2 separate regions of the Oryctolagus cuniculus genome follow, and region 2 is linked to region 1. Evidence: chromatin contacts called from public Hi-C data. All regions are on one chromosome and are shown on one strand. The core of a region is the stretch at or near the end of the contact, and the rest is flanking DNA. Distances in the headings are between cores, read along the strand shown.

Region 1 (3,137 bases), core at 587-3,086:
GTAATTCTGAGTTGCACAGACTAAAGTCTAGGAGCCTTCACCAGAGAAGGACAATTGAGAGGGGAACAAAGGATTTAGTCCACAGTTTTAGAACACTGTAGGAAGAACTGTGACCTATGAGGTAGATCCAGAAGGAAATGAAGACAGGAGGAGGTATCAGGACATAGAATAAGGGGTGCTGGGGCACCATTGGCTTGGAAAGCTCACTGAGCGTTTTTCATGGCCTCGGGGAAGCAGAACGCAGAGGTGTGTAGGGGGGCATGGGGGAAGCGGGTCAGGGATATTTCTGGCTTTTGAGTTTCAAAGCCCAGACCCTATAGAAGTAGGCAGGGGTTGGCCATGATAACAGCTTGGGGGAAAGGGATGAGTGGTAGTTGTCAGTCTCTTGAGCCTGAAGTGAGAAACCAAGGCTGAGGTGGTAGGTGGGTTGCTGAGCAAGGACCTTCTGGGGTCTTGCTTCTGCTCAGGGTTCTCTGTGCCAACCTGGGCAAAGGGCTGCATCACTCTTTGACTTCATATTCCTAACTGGAGTTGTAGCATTAACCCATTCAGCCTGCTAATCTTACTTTGTCTTGACTCATGGTTTAAATTTGTTTAAAATCGGGGGGTATTTTTACCATCCAGATTTCAGGCCTCCCTTGAGAAAACATCAGAAAATCTGGCCACTGCTGGGCCTGAGCAGCAGCTGCCCACCTCTTCCCACAGGGCAGGTGCTCCCCATGCACCTGCCTCCATGCTGGCCCTCTCCAGCTGTTTATTGTACTGTGACCATTACCTACCTGAACTTTTTATTTTTATCTCTTTCTGTTTCTTTCCAATCCTGACGCCCACTGAGCCCAGTGCCAGGCCATGGGCTGGAGAATACAACTGGTTCTGATCAAGCTGGTGCTAGCCCGAGACACAGCAGACCTAGTTTTCCCCAACATTGAGGGTAATGATTGGTATTCTCCATGAAAAGGTTTGAAATCAGCCTGTGGTCTCTCCCAAAGTCTTCTCAGATGTGTAGCCCAGATCCAGGGGAGGCAAGATTTAGCTCTTGCCCTCAAAAAGCTGCCAGAATCAACCCTTCTCTTCCATGCTAGGAGAAGAGCGAGCAGAAGTGTGTGATGTACCTCCCACGTGTCCCACTATGGGTACAGCACACTGCTGTCCTTAAAAGGCACTTCCACATATACACCCATGCTGGCATGTCCTCAGGGGTCTTATAAAACCATGCAGCAGCCTCTCATAACTAATTAGTGGCAGAGCTTAGAACCCAGATCGCTAGACCCTTCCCAGTCAGTGCCCCTTGCAAGTTAGATTGCTTCATCCTGCCTAGGAGGACTGGGTTGGAAGCACCCAACATGGCAGAGAGAGCAGCATTTCCCCCCCTCACCTGGATGGAGGTGGGCAAGCTCCTGCCGGACATTCTTCAACTCTTGCAGTTAAGGATGAGCCCCAGATTTCTATCAGGACTTGGCACCTTTGATGGACCTTTCTAAGTTTACTTTGACTTCTAAAGCCTGTGAGTTTAATAGGTTGTATAGAGTGAGTTTCCTACAAAGAGTTCACATCTGTTCTTACCCTGTTAGGATAGGTTTCTAAAGCTGACCTGTATACCGCGTGGAGAAAGCTAGAAGCAAAAACTGACAAAGCAAGGAGGTATCACTAATCTGTGCAGGGCTGTGGGCACCTGCCAGCTTCCTGGGTCTGGTCTTCCCTTTTGGGCTTTTGTTCCTGCTGGATCATTGTCTGACTAGGAGCTTCCCTTCAGGAAGGGAAGGCATTGAAAGTGAGCTTCGTGCATTTTACTGCTCTTTCTATGGACTTGGCTGTTGTCATGGTTACTTTTTTCAAAGCAACAAATTGGTACCTTCTCCCTTATTCCACACTAGAGGGGAAATCAAAAAACAGGCAGGCCTGCATACAGAAGAAAAGCTCATGAGGGCAGGATTTCCTTGCTTTTACCCCAATATATATTTCCAGCCGTAGACAGCAAGGCTGCCCTACATTCTGAACTTGTCTTCAGTCTCTGTTATTCCTGGACAGAGTGAATTGAGTCAAGTCTTTGCCCTGGGTTGGTGTCCAAAGCATTGAGGAGAAAAACCAACTACTCTGCTTGTAGCTGGGATCTCCCAGGCATTCTGGTAGAGAATGCGTGCAGGGATACCTTCCGATTTTGAGCAGCCTAATGCATATTGAAAATGCAGAGCCCCTCTTCAAAAAACAGGAGTCAAAGCCTTTTGCTTTCCTTTGAAGTCTTTCTTCTTGGCACCTGGCACAGTGGGTTTTATTTGCTGTTTAATGTTTCTCCCTCTTGGACTCAGAGATGGTCATGGGACAAAGGCAGAGCCTCCTAGGCAACTCCCCCTGAGACTCAGTCCCCTGATGGAGCACCCCACCCTGATCCCCACCTGGCCAGAGGAGCTGGCAGCCAGAACCCATCCTGGGAAGAAGTGGAAGACACAACCTGGTTTGAGCCAGGAGTCCAAGTTCCTGGTGCATCTACTGTCCTATTGTATTTCACTTATGAAATGGGATTCAAAGATAAAATGATTAAGAATTTCAATATGGTGACTGCAGAACATTAAACTCCAAATGCAACCCCTTCTGAGAGTTGAACACAGGTGACTGCATTGGCTCATTGCCTCCAGCCAGCCCTGATTCCTTGTCCTGGGAAAGGGTCCTCCTGGTGTTGGTCCCAGCCGAGCAGGCAGGAGCACTCGAGGGAGGCTAGTGCTCCTGCCCTCAAGCCTTCCCCAGACTGAGGGGAAGGAAGATACTAAATAAGTTAAAAAATGAAAGTGAACGCCAGCCTCAGTTCTCTCTGGGGTTTCTTCATGGGCACTTTCATATCTTCTTTCTTTACTGCAGGGTTGCATTCCCTACATTAGACCCATCTCCCTGCAACCCTTCTAAACTACTTTACTGAGGAATAATTGACCTCAGACATTTAAAGTGCATGATGTTAAGAGTTTTACCATACACGGTGAAACATACATGAACATATAGCATGAAACCGTCACCAAGATCAATATAACATTTAATCTCCATCATGCTGTTGCAATCCATCCCTCCTCCACTCCTATCCGGAGACAACCACTGATCCTGCTTCCTGTCACTGTCTGTTCATTTGCACTTTCTGGAATTCTATGCCA
Region 2 (3,143 bases), core at 276-2,775, 110 kb after region 1:
AGCCATGACTCATTGCTTGGAGTGGGCACCTGAAAGAAAACCTGTCTGCCACCCCTTTTGTCATTTCTTAAGGCTCCCATGGTTATTGTTTGAAGTTGAAATCCCCCAGTGAATGGGACTGAGCTGAAGCTGCAGTGTACTGGGGATGTGTGAGCAAAGATGCCTTTCCAAGTCAGGTGCCTGCCACTAGCCCAACAGCTGGTGGTTGGCCCTGTGCCAGGTGTACCAGTGCACAGGGGGTAGGGCTGAGGCCACAAAGCTGCAGCCAGTGCGACACTGGGAAATAAACACGGCGGCCACACGTAGAAACCGCTCTGGGGGCTGATTGTGTTTCTGCTCAGCTAAAGGCACCCACCAAAGCTAGCTGATTGCTTTAGTGTTGGGAGAATCAGCCTCCAAGCGTGAGAGCTGCTCAGGTCATCTTACAGAGCACGCCTAACTCTCGTAGGAAAGGAGGGGGCACCACGCGCCTTTGGGCCTGAGCCCCTGTCTAGCCCTGAAGCTGGTGTTGGCGTGAAGGCCAAGTCCTGGCTAGGGGGGAGGAGGAGGAGGAGGGGGAGAAGAAGAGTCAGGACCAGACCTCCAGACTGGCAGCCTCGAGTTTATGGAGCTGCATCGTTCGCTAGCTCAGTCTAAGACAGCAGAGCCAGGCCTGGCTTTCCCAAGTGTCGCATTTGGCTTGGTTTGGCTTCCTCGTTTCTTCCATCAGAAGAATTTGGGAAATGCGTAGCCTCTGCCTCCCTGGTCGCTGCTGGGCTAAGCAGGTGCCTTGGTTTCGAGAGTGCCCATTCAACAGCATCCGTGGGTCACAAGGGAGGCTCCGGGGGAGAGAGGGGGGAGACTGGAGGTCCTCGGGGGTGAGTCGCTTCCCCTTGATTCTGCATGGCCACTGTGGGAAGAGCCCGGTGCTCAGGGGCCTGCTACGTTGGCCACTGGCCAGTGCCCTCATGCTTGTCTCTATCACTTCCACCCCACAGCTGCGGAGCCTGTATTTCCTATCTGAATTAAGACTCTTCTGGCTGCTAGTAGTAGAAGCCCACTAGAGCTTACTTGAGAAGAAAAGCCAGGGTGTGGGGGAGGGGCAGGGAAAAGGTATTAAACATTATTGTTAGAGGGAGTATCTGTCAAGATGAGTTAGGCCAAACTTTGGTGCCGACCAAACCACAAAACCTCAGTGGCCTCACCCAGCGAACGCTTATCTCTCATTCCACTAAGTGCAATGGAGTTTGGGTGAATCTTCTAGATAGTTCTGCTTCCGCCAGGGGCTCAGGGAGCCAGGCTGTGGGCTGGAGAAATGGAAGAAACTCAGTTGCTCAGGTTACAATCTCGTTAACTTGTCTGAGTGCTCAAGCAGAATGGTCCACAGTAGGACACGCCTCTGCAGAAGCACAGTCCTTTTGCTAGGCTGTCTGTAAATGATTCATCTATCCTCTTAGCTTCCCGGGGACTGACCCACTAAGGGGAGGTATCTGTTACCCGACCTGAGCTCGCAGCTTTCCTTGGCTGCTTCAAGCAACAGCAGAGATTCCCCGAGCCAGCATCAACAGTTCCCCTCAGCGGGCTGGACAGCACTGTCCTGGGCTGACACCCCTGTGCCCGGGCTGCACCAGGGCCTTGTCTTGCATTCATTGGCACTGATTAGATTGATGGCTCGAGAGATGATTAATAGATGCATCTATGGTGAAGCCAGCTCAGTAGCTATTCTCGGTGCATTGAAGCTAACGCCAAAGTGGTTTGCTTGGCATATGAGTCTATGCCAGTTTGTTGTTCAGGGTCTTTGGGGCTGATATAATGAGTTCTAGATAAAAGGCCCGGGATCGGTTTCTCAGGGTCAGCGGGTGACTGGGGCATTCGGAAGGGGGAGGGTGCTCTTCGGTGGCTGCGGTGCTGGCTTCTCTATTCCGCTGTGGTTTATCATCTGCATTTCTTTTTCTGTTGTAGGACCTCCCGGCCCCCCAGGTAAGAGCCCCTGGACTTTCCTACTTCAAGGGGAGGCTTTAGGTGGCTGGGTCCCTAGGATTCCACTGCAGGGACAGGGGAAGGGGAGGAAGAGAGGAGGGGTGTGTTGGCAGCCCTGGCTACGTCCTTTTCTCTCTCTCGGCTCCTCTCACTTGAGAGCCTGTCATCACCATCCCATCCCCATCTCTGCTTCCAGAGAAGGAGGGAAGATGCAGAAGAGGGTGCAGAAAAGGCACAGGTGCGGATGTTTCTAAAATGTTCCTGTCCCGTGTCTTGCTGCAGGACCTCCGGGAATCGGTGGCTTACCAGGGCACAACGGATCTGATGGACAGCCTGGCCCCCAGGGCCCAAAAGGAGAAAAAGGAGCCAACGGGAAAAGAGGGAAAATGGGTATTTTGGCAGCTCTTCTAATTAGCTTCTTTGTGGCTTGTCTCAGTGGCTTCATGTGGGATGGGCTACAGCGGGGCACAGCGGAGTGAGCTGCTGCTTCTCCAGGCTTGCCTGGGAGCCAGGCCGTCCTGGCTCACCAAGGGCGTACTTTTCAGCCCATCCCTGACGAATGTGTACGTGACGCCGGAAAATCTGTCTCGCTGGGAACAGATTTCCAGCTCTGCTCGCTCTGATGCAGGTGGAGAGGTGGGAGAGCAGGAGCAGGCAGCCCTGGGAAGCCCTGATGGGCCCTGGGCAGCCGTCACTGCCGAAGCCCCACGTTCTCTCAAGGTTCAGCACCTGCCTTGCCCACTCTCGCCTGCTCCTCCCCAGCGAGTCCTAGCCTGGTTGAAGTTCAGCGGCTAATGTCAGCCCTGGGAAGGTGTCGCTGGCTGCAGGAACAGCTCCCAGTGTCGAAACAGAAAGGCCATGAGAGGGGCAGGGTTACACAGAGAAGCCCCAAGCAACCTCACCCAAAGAACGTGGCACCTGCGTGGTGAGAGACCCCTCGGGGGCCCTTCTAGGAAAGCCCTGCTCTTAGCCAGTCAGGGCCACTGCTAAGGGCAGGAAGAGATGACTTTTAGTTGCAAGTCCCTATGCCACCAGGCACAGCTTTCCTGTTTGTGTTCCCAGAGCAGGGACGAATGGAAATCTCTCCTCCACCCGCACAACTTTGCTGGGATAAACAAAGACAGTCCAAGCAGGAGAAAGGCCGTGCCCAGGCCACAGCCCAGGTGGTGTCCCCGCACCCGCAC

The links. Hi-C and Micro-C count contacts between places; a contact is called where the count stands out from the background.
Region 2: a contact with region 1 is called in a Hi-C map of embryonic fibroblasts, with 4 times the contacts expected there. The contact joins two enhancer-like sites. A contact is called at or near these places in 2 of 6 Hi-C or Micro-C datasets (ear pinna and embryonic fibroblasts).

Annotation. Positions count from the first base shown.
Region 1 is chr12:73,997,410-74,000,546 of mOryCun1.1, forward strand. It overlaps a transcript of CYP19A1 not described here. Among named protein-coding and RNA genes, the nearest start is that of CYP19A1, 29 kb to the left of the region's middle. Within about 2 kb of position 1,837, at least 1 of the 8 cell types and tissues checked has an H3K27ac peak or open chromatin away from gene starts, as enhancers often do.
Region 2 is chr12:74,105,971-74,109,113 of mOryCun1.1, forward strand. It overlaps GLDN (gliomedin), which reads left to right. Exons shown (of 10, transcript XM_002717725.5): 3 at 1,942-1,959; 4 at 2,242-2,349. Among named protein-coding and RNA genes, the nearest start is that of GLDN, 33 kb to the left of the region's middle. Within about 2 kb of position 1,526, at least 1 of the 8 cell types and tissues checked has an H3K27ac peak or open chromatin away from gene starts, as enhancers often do.